Regions from separate parts of the Hordeum vulgare genome. Here regions 2 and 3 are each linked to region 1. The links are chromatin contacts, called in public Hi-C maps. All regions are on one chromosome and are shown on one strand. Each heading gives the region's core, a stretch centred on a gene start, on an enhancer-like site or on the middle of the called end of the contact. The rest is flanking DNA. Distances are from core to core; before and after follow the strand shown. Region 1 holds the start of LOC123426468 (40S ribosomal protein S8). Region 2 overlaps LOC123426467 (probable UDP-N-acetylglucosamine--peptide N-acetylglucosaminyltransferase SEC). Region 3 has its middle 60 kb from the start of LOC123430179.

Region 1 (3,661 bases), core at 788-3,287:
GTTTCAAGACAGAAAGTATTAATACCATAGCTAACAAGAAAGCTAACATACAAACTCTAGGAAGGACTCATCAGTTCTTCAGAATTTAATATACAAATGGTGAAATCTGATGTGTAGCTTACCCATCAGCTCTCCCACACTGCCCAGGGCGAGACGAAATGCAAGCCAGCAACCTTCCACCGCTGAACTGCTCCTCAATGTGTGAGTCCAGAGTGCGCCCCTGCTGACGCTTCTCAAGCTTCCTCTGGACTTTGTTGCTCTTCTTTGCTTCCTCTGTGGCAGCAGCAGCAACCTCAGCCTCTTGCCCCTGCACAAGAGAAAATATGATCAAGAAAACATAAACAGTGAGCAACTATTTATAGGCTGGAGCAGAGATTGGTAGATTCAAAGGGGAAAAGGACATTATTTAAACTAGGGCATGGAAACATTATTGGCAAAATGAACAAATTCAGTTGAGAGTTGTTCAAAACAACAAAGATTATGCTGTATCTACAAAGAGCAATTGAGTTAATTTATTCATGAACAAGTTGGACATAACAGTTGAGATTGAAAAGTGCAATCAGAATAAAAAAGAACATGCACTTGTGTTACACAACTACAAAACTGAATATCATTACAACTAAGTAACCCACCCTCAACAAGCTAACCAGTAAATACTAAGATCATGTTGAAGAACTGCAATACAAATAACAAGAATATTACCTCAGCAGCATCCTTTTTGGCAGCGGCAGCAGCTTTCTTCTTCCTACCGATTTCCACTCCATAATGAGTCAGGTACCACTGCTTGAAAGGGGCAGCATCAACTTGCACAATGGCATTCTTCACAAGGGTCTGAGTCCTCACAAGCTCATTGTTTGACGAATTGTAAACCACATCCAGGAGACGGGTCTTGCGGGTTGTGGCCTCACTACCCCATGAGAAGTTACCAGTGTCCAGACGGAGAGCCCTCCATTTCACATTACCTCCACGAACACGGACCCTCCTCACTGTCTTGTTGCTCGAAAGCTTAGTGTTGGCAGGCTGGCGGCCAAGCTCATACCTAATAAATGATAAAGGACGAAGTAAGATTCATAATAATGTAAATTTTAAGGCTGCCTAGACTATCGTCCTATAAACAAGTGATCATAACATTTGTTCAAATAAAAGAACATGCATATTCCAAAATGATAACAAAACAATTGCACAGGACAAATCAGGAAATGGCTAAGACTCAACATTGAGAACCGTCAAGACTTAATACAGCAAATTACAAGTAGGGACGCTTCAAATATGCCTAATCAGATAAGTTAGGCAAAACATTGTATCTCAAAACTGTGTACTTAAAAACAACTAAGGAAACAGCAGTACCAGTAAAGCATCACTACAAGAGCGACAGACCCAGTTATATTGCCAATATCAAGTTATGATAGAGGCGACGTTAGTTACCTGGATCTTAACCAAACTGCCTATCCAACAAATTACCATAAACACATCGGAAGTTCGCATGTAGCGAAATCAATGGTTGTGTGTAAACTAATGAAGGTTATCATGTCGCCAGAGAGCGGAATACCCGCGCTACTGAGGTAATTAGCATGCTAGTTACCACCCAGCTATCATACGAGATCTAAAAAATTCTAGTTACCCCCAAGCTATCATACTAAAGAGTACGGAGACATGTACTAAATTATGCGCCTGATCTAGGTAAACACGGATCTAACATGGGTAGAACCTCCACACATCTTCACGAATAGGAAGGGAGAGGGGATAGGGGTGGGGGCATCGCTCTTACTTTCGCTTCTTCCTCCATGCCTTCTGCTTCCCACCGGTGGCCCGGCGCTTGTGCATGGAGTCACGCGAGATACCTGCACAGACACCACCGCGGCGATAAGCATCGTGCAAACCAGGCAGACTCTGACGGAGCAACGAGTAGAAGATCGGCGGCGCTTACCCATGGTGGCGTCGGTTGCTTGGCTCCGCTGCTGCTTCGCCTCCTATGCCCGCGCCGCCGCAGCTTTGGTTTGGTCTCGGAGGAGGGAGGAAGAGAACCCTAAGAGGTGGGATTAAATAGGACGACGTCCGGGCTTAGGGTTTACTCACAGGTGGGCCGCGAATGGTCCAAAGGTGCACCATGGGCTAAAGCAAGCGGTCCAGTTAGACTTCGTCACTAGGCCCAAATAAGGAGACAGGACGCTATATCTAATAAAAATAATAATAGACAGGATGCTACGTAGTTGGCCCATGTCAATAGAACAGGACGAAGTATAAAAAAAATTACGTACAATAAAGGACAGGAGTATTTTTCATTGAGACCTCCTAATCAGTGCCGGGAGCGAGACATAGCGTCCGCACGCTTCCTTAGTAGTACATTCCTTAATTTAGTTTCTTTTTCTTTTCTTGTTCTTTATCCTTTTTTGTTATGGGAGATGTTGACTGGCTGACGTCATTTGGGTAGCAAACCACCCGATAATCATTGGATCTGAAACACAAATCTTAAAGCGGTGGTCACTGACATGTGAGATGCAGCGAGTCGTTTACTATGATGAATACATTAGTGAACGTGTTGCACCGCCCATCCCCCCTCTCCCTATCTCCCTCACTTCTCCCCCACTCCTCACCTATCATAACACACACAGCGCGGTGCGGGTGTGTCGATGGAGACAGGCGGGCGGCAACGAAGACGAAGTTGTAGGCGGTGGGTTGCACCACTCGCAAGGAGCAAAGGAGGCGTGCAACGACATCGCTCGCTCCATCGAGATCCTCGGCGAGTGGTACTCACATAGGTGTGGCCGAAGACGGGCTGGGCTGAAGTCGTGTTGGTGGTCGTCGCCGCGAATAAGGTGGTCGAGGGCGCGGTGGTGGTGGCGCGGGCCGCTTATTTCAATGTGGTCGTCGGGGATTCGAAATGTGTGGCAGATCTCCTTGTTGTTCCCCGCCCGAGCGCGCTTTAGTGATGGATAGCACCATCTACATTCTACCGCGGTGTGGCGATAAGGGAGCCGCCATGATGGTGCCTCTGTTTGTCTCTGTCAACACCCGTAGGTACTGTTTGCTGCCTTGCACCATCTTTTTTGCTTCACGGGGAGCGCGCATGTGGCCGCCATGGCGGCTTGGCTCTACCTGCGACCTCCATCGCACGGAGACATGCACAGCAGCGGTGGCTGCCGATTGCGCGGTGCAGCTAAGCCTTGATCTACCGGCGCATGGCGCAGTGATGCCCTCCGCTGTATTTATTCGTCGTCGCCTCTTGGCGCTCGGCGTTCCGCTCACGAACCTATCATCGAGCAGCCGCTCCGACCGCGCACCAGCAGCGCTCGGGCTCGCGGATGTCGCCTACAACGGCGTCGCTGTTAGAGCATATATCTCCATATGTGGTTTTGGTAATTGATGACAATTCCTACGGACTAATGGTTGCCTTAAGTTATATTTATAGGATTTGTCCATAGGCACTTCTTGAAGTCCATCTGTTGGGTTCAAGGAGTTTATATGATGACCAAGGTAGTATTCAAGGTATTATCCAAAGAATGGTCATAGAGACACAAGGTTGATCAAGATCGTCAGACAAAGAGTAAATCAAGATGATCAACACACAAAGCGTACAAGATGTACCGAGAGGGATCAAGTGATCCCATGGTATGGTAAGCATTGTCTAGTACGTATTTGTGTACTAACCCATGGTCTTCTT
Region 2 (3,661 bases), core at 512-3,011, 850 kb after region 1:
TACGGGATTGATTGAATCCCCGACTTCGTGGTTCATCCGATGAGATCATCGTCGAACATGTGGGAGCCAACATGGATATCCAGGCCCCGATGTTGGTTATTGACCGGAGAGGTGTCTCGGTCATGTCTGCATGGTTCCCGAACCCGTAGGGTCTACACACTTAAGGTTCGATGACGCTAGAGTTGTAATGGGAATAGTATGTGGTTACTGAAGGTTGTTCGGAGTCCCGGATGATATCCCGGACGTCACGAGGAGTTCCGCAATGATCCGAAGGTAAAGATTCATATATAGGAAGTGGAGATTTGATCGCCGAAAATGTTTCGGGGATCATCGGTATTGTAACGGGACCACCGAAATGGTTCCGGGGGTCCACCGGGAAGGGCCACCCCCCCCCCCCCCCGCCGAAGGGCCACGTGGGCCAAAAGTGGATGAGAACCAGCCCCTAGGTGGGCTGGTGCGCCACCCACCAAGGCCCAAGGCGCCTAGGGCAGCAAACCCTAGGGCGTGGTGGCTCCCTTGGGTGGCAAGCCACCCCCTACGGCGCCGCCCCCTCCTCCTCTAGGGCTGGCCGCCGCACCACCTAGGGAAACCCTAGGGTGGCCGACCCCCTCTCCCTCCCTCCTATATATAGAGAGGGTTTTGCGAGGGTTGTACACACCTTTTACACCTCCTCAAGGCCCTACCTCTCCCTCTTCTCCTCCTCCGCGGTGCTTGGCGAAGCCCTGCCGGAGAACTATATAGCTCCACCGCCACCACGCCGTCGTGCTGCCAGAGCTCTTCCTCAACTTTTCCTCTCTCCTTGCTGGATCAAGGTGAAGGAGACGTCATCGGGCTGCACGTGTGTTGAACACGGAGGCGTCGTTGTTCGGCGCTTAGATCAGAATCTTCCGCGATCTGAATCGCTACGAGTACGACTCCATCAACCGTGTTCATAGTAACGCTTCCGCATAGCGATTTTCAAAGGTACCAAGATGCCCTACAACCTCTCTCATTGTTGGTTTCTCATAAATAGATCTTGGTATGACGTAGGAAAATTTTGAATTACTACTACGTTACCCAACAACCGCCCGAGCATACCAACACCGGAGCAGCGACGAGAGCCCCCGTGCCAACCGCAGCCAGGCAACCACATCTGGCCGAGCCAGAGCATGTCAACCCGACGGCCACACGCAGCCCATCATGCCAGCAGCCGCGCTGCTTGCCCCCGCGTCGCTCCTGCTCCACCCGACCACCACGGAGCCGTCCAGTCCAAGTCCACCATGCGAGATCCGATCCACACAGACACCACGGCCAATTCATCATTGATCCCTGCCGGAGCCGGCTGTCGTGTTTCCCAAGCGGCCACAAAGACCGGCACGTCGTCACCAAGTGTCGGGGTCGCCGCCCTGGCGTCCACCCGCCGTCGATCGGGCGCCTCGTCCAAGGCCGCTGCGCCGCGCCAACAAGGGATCCCCGCGCGAGAGGAAAGGGCTTGCCACCGCCGCCCGCCCGCCGCCCGCCGTGCGGGCTTTGCCTGCCGTTTTTTTTTAATCAATCCGAGTGCGGACCATGTTATGTAAAGAAGGGTTTTGGGTGTCTGTTACAGATGCTCTAAGATACGATGCATGTGGCCCGTCTTACGTAGAGGAAAGTTTTAGGGTGTCGGTTGTAGATGCTCTAAAATAGGATGCATGTGACCCCTCTATCCGTAGCGATTGTGCAGTGTACACTGGTCCTGAAATTTAGTAGCACGCAACTGTGGATGGTGCCGAGAATATTTGAAGTTAGGTGTTACTTACAAGCTACCCTTCTAACTAGAGAACAAGGCCAAACAGTCTGCAGCACCGCCAGCCCGTGATCCGCCCGAATGCTAAATCCAAGAGCAAATGTAGGCATCCACCCCCATGTGCCATCCCCCATCCGCATGTGTCCGACCCGTTTCTAAGGATTGATTTGTATTTCAGCATTATTCTAGTACATGGTCCTTTTGTGTGTCAGTCACGGGCGACCCAACCCAAATGCATGCACTCTTCGTTTGTGCTCTTCAGCATCGAGTTGCTCCTCCAAAGATGATAGAGGGATCAGGGATGGACCCTTCTTTTTAGACTGTGATGTACTTTTCCAGATTGGAACAAATAATGCATCGCCTGGGAACGGGAACACTAACAGCAGCACACTTACAGCTTCAGGAGCGGCCTTTGAACTCTCGAACCAGACAAAGATTGCCCAAAGCTTGGCAGTCTTTTGTAGGTGCCATGATCCACCTATAAAAGTAAAAACGCGTTCCCACTTCCGACCTCCCACATACCAATGGATGGGCCATTTCGGTACTAAGAACATCTCTAGCTATTCTTTTAAAATCATAAACTGTAAAACAAAGATAAAGGTTTAAAAAAAAGTATTTTAAAAATATATTTTAACTACGATCGAACAGATACCGTAAAACTGAGATAAAGAGCTCCTTCCTTCAATCCAGCCGCCGCCGCCCCTTTCCCATCTGAACCAAAATTGTAAAACAGAAAAATTATAATGGTTTGACCATTTATACGGAGTCTGCAAGAGATGCTCTGACTCATCTCTAACTCGGTTACTAACTGAACGCATCAGTGCCCCAACAATCAAGGCGAACAGATGCCATATTATATTTCAGACATTGGATATTGTATCTCTGCAGCTCAGTGTCAACATTCTGATAGCAGCACAAGCTGGGGTTGAATAGTACAACAATCAGGAACCAACAAAACTATAATCTTCTGTTGGCACACATAAATAGGCTAATCCGATCTCATCACAAGACTAAACCTGCTACATTCTTCTTTCTTGGGTACATAAGTCGAACTCCACACGCAAAGGTCTATATGGTACAGGACAGGGCGCAGCCAGACGAGTTACATGATTGTACTATGCTACAACTCTGCTTTTTATCTACACAGCCGGGATTTCATGCTCCTCATCTGTCATATGGGAACTCACTGTCGTCTTCTTTTACCTTAAACGGCTCCGGATGACGGCCAGAGCAATAAATATTCCACATCTTGAAGTACGCCCTATCAAGGTTCCGAACCTGAAATGGTTGGCAAGCAGAGAGCTCATCAGAATTTACTGCCTAGAAATGACATGCCAGGGAGTATCACACAGGGACATCGTACAGAAATCATACCCATCGAGCAGTGTCAAATAAAGGACAGGTTAAACGAACTTCTTTAAGCTTATTGGTCAGTGCTTGGAGTTTTGCCGGGTTTGTCGCCAGTTCAACTGCTCGGTCTTCGTACTCCTTCGTGCTACAATCAGAAAAGGAAGGGTAAATGTGCATGCACCATGCCGTCCCAGATAGATTACAAATAAACCAGCTTCTAATCAATACTTACCTGCTAACAATCATCTCATCCCCAAGCCCAGTCGCTAAACAAAGGGAGCCAGCTACTCTGGTTGCCATTTTCTCTAGAGGAAGTGTTATCATTGGCAAGCCAGCCCATAGAATGTCGGTACCAGTTGTGTGGGCATTGCAAAGGGGCCTGTGATGTGAGAAGTTCACAAAGACAGACCAAAATATAGACCAAGTATCAGTATTAAGTATGAACCGATGTGCTTATCACACAGAACAAGTGAAAAAGCTGGTTAAGAGCATACGTGTCGAGGAAGAGGTCTGCCAATTCGCTTCTTCGGATATGCTCATGTTTCA
Region 3 (3,661 bases), core at 794-3,293, 680 kb after region 1:
TTGACTCTTGAGGCCCGGTCTTGCCTTGAAATGTCCTGTGGGTCTTCATGTCGTTCTTCCTCGCGAGGCTTGGCCCCTCGTGAGGGCCTTGTTCAGGGTGGTGTTGCTCCTTGTTGATCTTGTGTTGATGAAGTGAGCCAGCCCCGGGCCGTAGGCAGGATGGTCTGGGTACCCCCGTTCCCACAACGTCGACAAAGTCTTCTTGGGAAACCTTTTAGTTATTTGCCAAAGAAGGCAACAGGCCCCGGGATCGGGTTGTCTTCCTTGCAATGACCAGGGTTTCTTGTATTTGTTTAAACCGGCCAAATCTGCCAGAGTCATGTGAGCATAGCCTCCAAATCTAAGTCCACTCGAGTAGTCGGCTTGAAATTCTGCATATTTGGATGTAGCATAAGCCGGCGTAGAGTTGACCGCTGAAAGATGAAATTAATTTAAGGGAGAGGCGATGTGGCGAGTTGAGGATCTTCGCGATGCTCATTGTATGTCCTCAGCATATGTAGTTCAATAAAGCTATTTTTGCCCAAATTGTGTTCATAAGCCTCTTGACCCATTTCTTGTTATTCTCTCTTGGTCCAGCTCTCCTTACTCTTCTAGGGCCAATTTTTTCTTTTTGTTTCACTGTCGGTTTTAGAATTTATCGTCTCTACAACGACTTGCTCTCTTTGCTCTTTTAAAGACGTTTTCTTCATGACAAGCTCTTCTATTTCATTTGATACGTTCAATTAAATCGGACCACAGGGATAACGGGCCAATGCGCCTAACCATTGGACAACCCGGCGGTGAAGGCTGATAATAGATATATATTTCTTTTTTGCTCCAGTGTTATTTGAGTAGACCGGATCGCGGGAGCGGCGGCTTGCGCACGTATGTTGGGCGGCTCGTATGGGCGGACACGGTCCTTACGTGTTGATATAGACCGGACCACGGAGATGGCGGGTTGCTTGCGTTCATTGGGCAGCTCGTACGAGCGGGCCGATCCGAACGTGTTGATGTAGACCGGTCCGCAGAGATGGCGGTTTGCGCGCTTTCATTAGAAGGCTCATACGAACGGACACTGTCCTAACATGTTGATGTAGAGCGGACCGTCAAGCGACGGCTTGCGCGTGTATTCGTGGAAGCGTGCGGCATGGACGGATGCTAACACATATGATGTTGCCGCGAACTGTGCTGATGCTTGTACGGGCTGATTGAACAAAATATTGTGCAAGTACTTGTTGTACTAGAGGTAGAGTAGTAGTACTATGTGGCTATCTTGTTCTTCGATATTTGAGCCTTGAGAAAAATGTAAACGAATCTTTTTTAGCTCGCTCCTTCTTGCGTTGAACTATTTTGCATATAGAAATAAGAAGTGAAGATGGCACTAGCAGATGGACTGTCCATTTCGTAAACCAATCCATGGTTGGATGTTTAAGAGGACTATGGTATTTCCTGTCCATCAAAGTTTAAGTCTCAGACTTGACGTTAGTGCTTGCATTTTTTTGGATTTATTTCAGGTCTTTGGCGATGTGCTTTCAGTGAAAGGAGACGTTTTCATCGAAAACGAAGGCGTTAGTGGCGACTTCGTCAATCTTAAGATTATATATCAGCTTATTCTTTCAAAGATGTTCATAAAGGTAGAGTATGCGTGTTTGCGTTTATATAGACGAGTATACATTCATGTATATGAGCGATTTTGATTGTATTGTGTTAAAAAAATGGACTGCCATTTCCATGTGAAAGACAGCGGCGCTGCAGGCTATCACTGATGATTTATTTTTTCTTTGCGCCACGCCTCTGCTTTTAGGACAAAATCACTGCTAGGTCTTTATATGCAGCAGCAACGTTAAGCATCTATAAGTATCCACGTCAGCTGTTAATAATATATCGAAATTGCTTCACGTACGACGTTACGTCCGATATAGTTCGGTCTTTCTTCCGCAATCTACTCCTTCACTGGTCAGTTTCATTTATACCTAGTAGTACAAGATGACTGTAGCTAGCTAGGCTGCCCCACCTAGTAGTACAAGTGCATGCAGGACACGTACTGAGCAACGTGCTACGTAGCCTCGACGGCAGCGATAATGCACAGCACTCCTATAGTCAGTGATAGACACAGCGCGAATGGCATCCATATGGCTGAGGCGCTGCCCCACCTAGTAGTATAGTCACAGTCCATTAAAGCATGGTTAATAGTAGACCCGACTACCGGCTTTATGCCATTGCCATGTCACTTGTAGTCTCCGTAAAACAAATCTCATATAGTAAAGCTGGCTGCAAGCATTGGCTATAGCAGTTAATGTTTACATGTATGGAAGAGATAAAAACACAACTGTTGGAGAGGAGGGAGCCGCGACAGCCTTCAACCATTGCATGCAGTTCTTTTCTCTTGGGTATTGTGTTGTAGCCGGGCGACAATTGAAGCGCCGGCTCCCTTCTCTCTCTTGCTTTCTCTCCCCTCCAGCTAGACTTTCTCTGACGTGGAAGAGCTTGTAGCCGGCTGTCTAGGTACTACTATACTTGTTCTTAGGACATCTCCAATAATCCTATGATCATCATTGGTAAATTGTCATATAGACGAATTTGATGACATGGCGCATAAGAAAAAAAAAGAATGAAATCGTATGAACTTGAAGTAACGGTTCTGGCACAAGCTCCGAGACAAACATGGTCATTTTTTCAACATTTAGTGGACCCGCTTAGTTATTTTACATACGGTTAACATATACTTCATTAAAGAACTTGTATGATATATTATCGGCGCTGCTATACGTACGACAAAATGCGTACGATCCTCGTCCGATCCGGCGTGGCAACGTAGCGAAAATTGCTCCGCATGCAGTGTGGTTTGGGTTTGGGCCGAGGCTGGTTCTTGAATCAGAACACCGCTTCTGTCTTGGTAGGCCCCTCCTCTATAGTAACATTTTTTTTAAATGAGTTTATATCTTATCCGGTTATCCCCTCCACACAGAATTGGATCGAGTGTTCTAGCTTCTTCCGCCTATTCCTGTTGCTACTTTGCCAGCTGCTTGGACGCTGCTTCTTCTGGCTCAAATCATGGCTCAAATCTGGGAGGAGGAGAGGCACAAGGAGAGAGGGTGGGGCGCCAGCCGCCCGGCTGCTCGGAGCAACGCCGCGGGAGGCAGCTTGCTGGCTCGGCATAGTTGGGATGGTGGCTGGATGCAACCTCCAATGGCAGAGTGCGTGGACGCTGCTTCTTCTGGCTCAAATCTGAGAGGAGGATGAGAGGCACAAGGAGAGAGGGGGGGGGGGGGGGCGCCAGCCGCCCGGATGCTCGGAGCAACGTCGCTGGAGGCAGCTTGCTGGCTCGGCATAGTTGCGATGGTGGCTGGATGCAACCTCCAACGGCAGAGGTGAGTAACAGATTGCTGGAAGCTCTTGTATCAAATTTACTGTCTAAGAGCACATTTCTCTTGACCAGAGCAGAATGATTAGTCCATTCATGCTTGAATCTAGCAAGTACTGAATCTGTCCATTGAAAGCCACATGTTTATAGTGACATAAAGCGTTGAAATGATAATGTCATTGTTACAATAACCAAAATAAATACTTGCATCTAGTGCCATAAGCCAAACTGTCTAATCGGCTCGGAAGTACTACAGAGTGTGTCTTTTTCATCCGTTCGAATTAGCATCTAGCAGATCCATGACATCTTTATTTCCCT

The links. A called contact is a pair of places that touch in the nucleus more often than the background predicts.
Region 2: a Hi-C map of leaf shows a contact between it and region 1, with 8 times the contacts expected there. The contact joins the enhancer-like site here to the promoter of LOC123426468 in region 1. A contact is called at or near these places in 2 of 6 Hi-C or Micro-C datasets (leaf and seedling) and 1 of 1 datasets of contacts at active chromatin or transcription factors (embryo).
Region 3: a Hi-C map of seedling shows a contact between it and region 1, with 4 times the contacts expected there. The contact joins the enhancer-like site here to the promoter of LOC123426468 in region 1. A contact is called at or near these places in 2 of 6 Hi-C or Micro-C datasets (leaf and seedling) and 1 of 1 datasets of contacts at active chromatin or transcription factors (embryo).

Annotation. Positions count from the first base shown.
Region 1 is chr2H:416,267,313-416,270,973 of MorexV3_pseudomolecules_assembly, reverse strand. It overlaps LOC123426468 (40S ribosomal protein S8), which reads right to left and starts at 2,037. Exons shown (of 5, transcript XM_045110309.1): 1 at 1,928-2,037; 2 at 1,769-1,841; 3 at 703-1,039; 4 at 123-307. The coding sequence starts at 1,931.
Region 2 is chr2H:415,414,166-415,417,826 of MorexV3_pseudomolecules_assembly, reverse strand. It overlaps LOC123426467 (probable UDP-N-acetylglucosamine--peptide N-acetylglucosaminyltransferase SEC), which reads right to left. Exons shown (of 28, transcript XM_045110308.1): 25 at 3,610-3,661; 26 at 3,348-3,494; 27 at 3,140-3,260; 28 at 2,571-3,043. The coding sequence ends at 2,930. Among protein-coding and RNA genes, the nearest start is that of LOC123426467, 19 kb to the right of the region's middle. Within about 2 kb of position 1,761, at least 2 of the 3 cell types and tissues checked have open chromatin away from gene starts, as enhancers often do. A contact at or near this core is called in leaf, where this site is marked.
Region 3 is chr2H:415,590,988-415,594,648 of MorexV3_pseudomolecules_assembly, reverse strand. No RefSeq gene overlaps it. Among protein-coding and RNA genes, the nearest start is that of LOC123430179, 60 kb to the right of the region's middle. Within about 2 kb of position 2,043, at least 2 of the 3 cell types and tissues checked have open chromatin away from gene starts, as enhancers often do. A contact at or near this core is called in seedling, where this site is marked.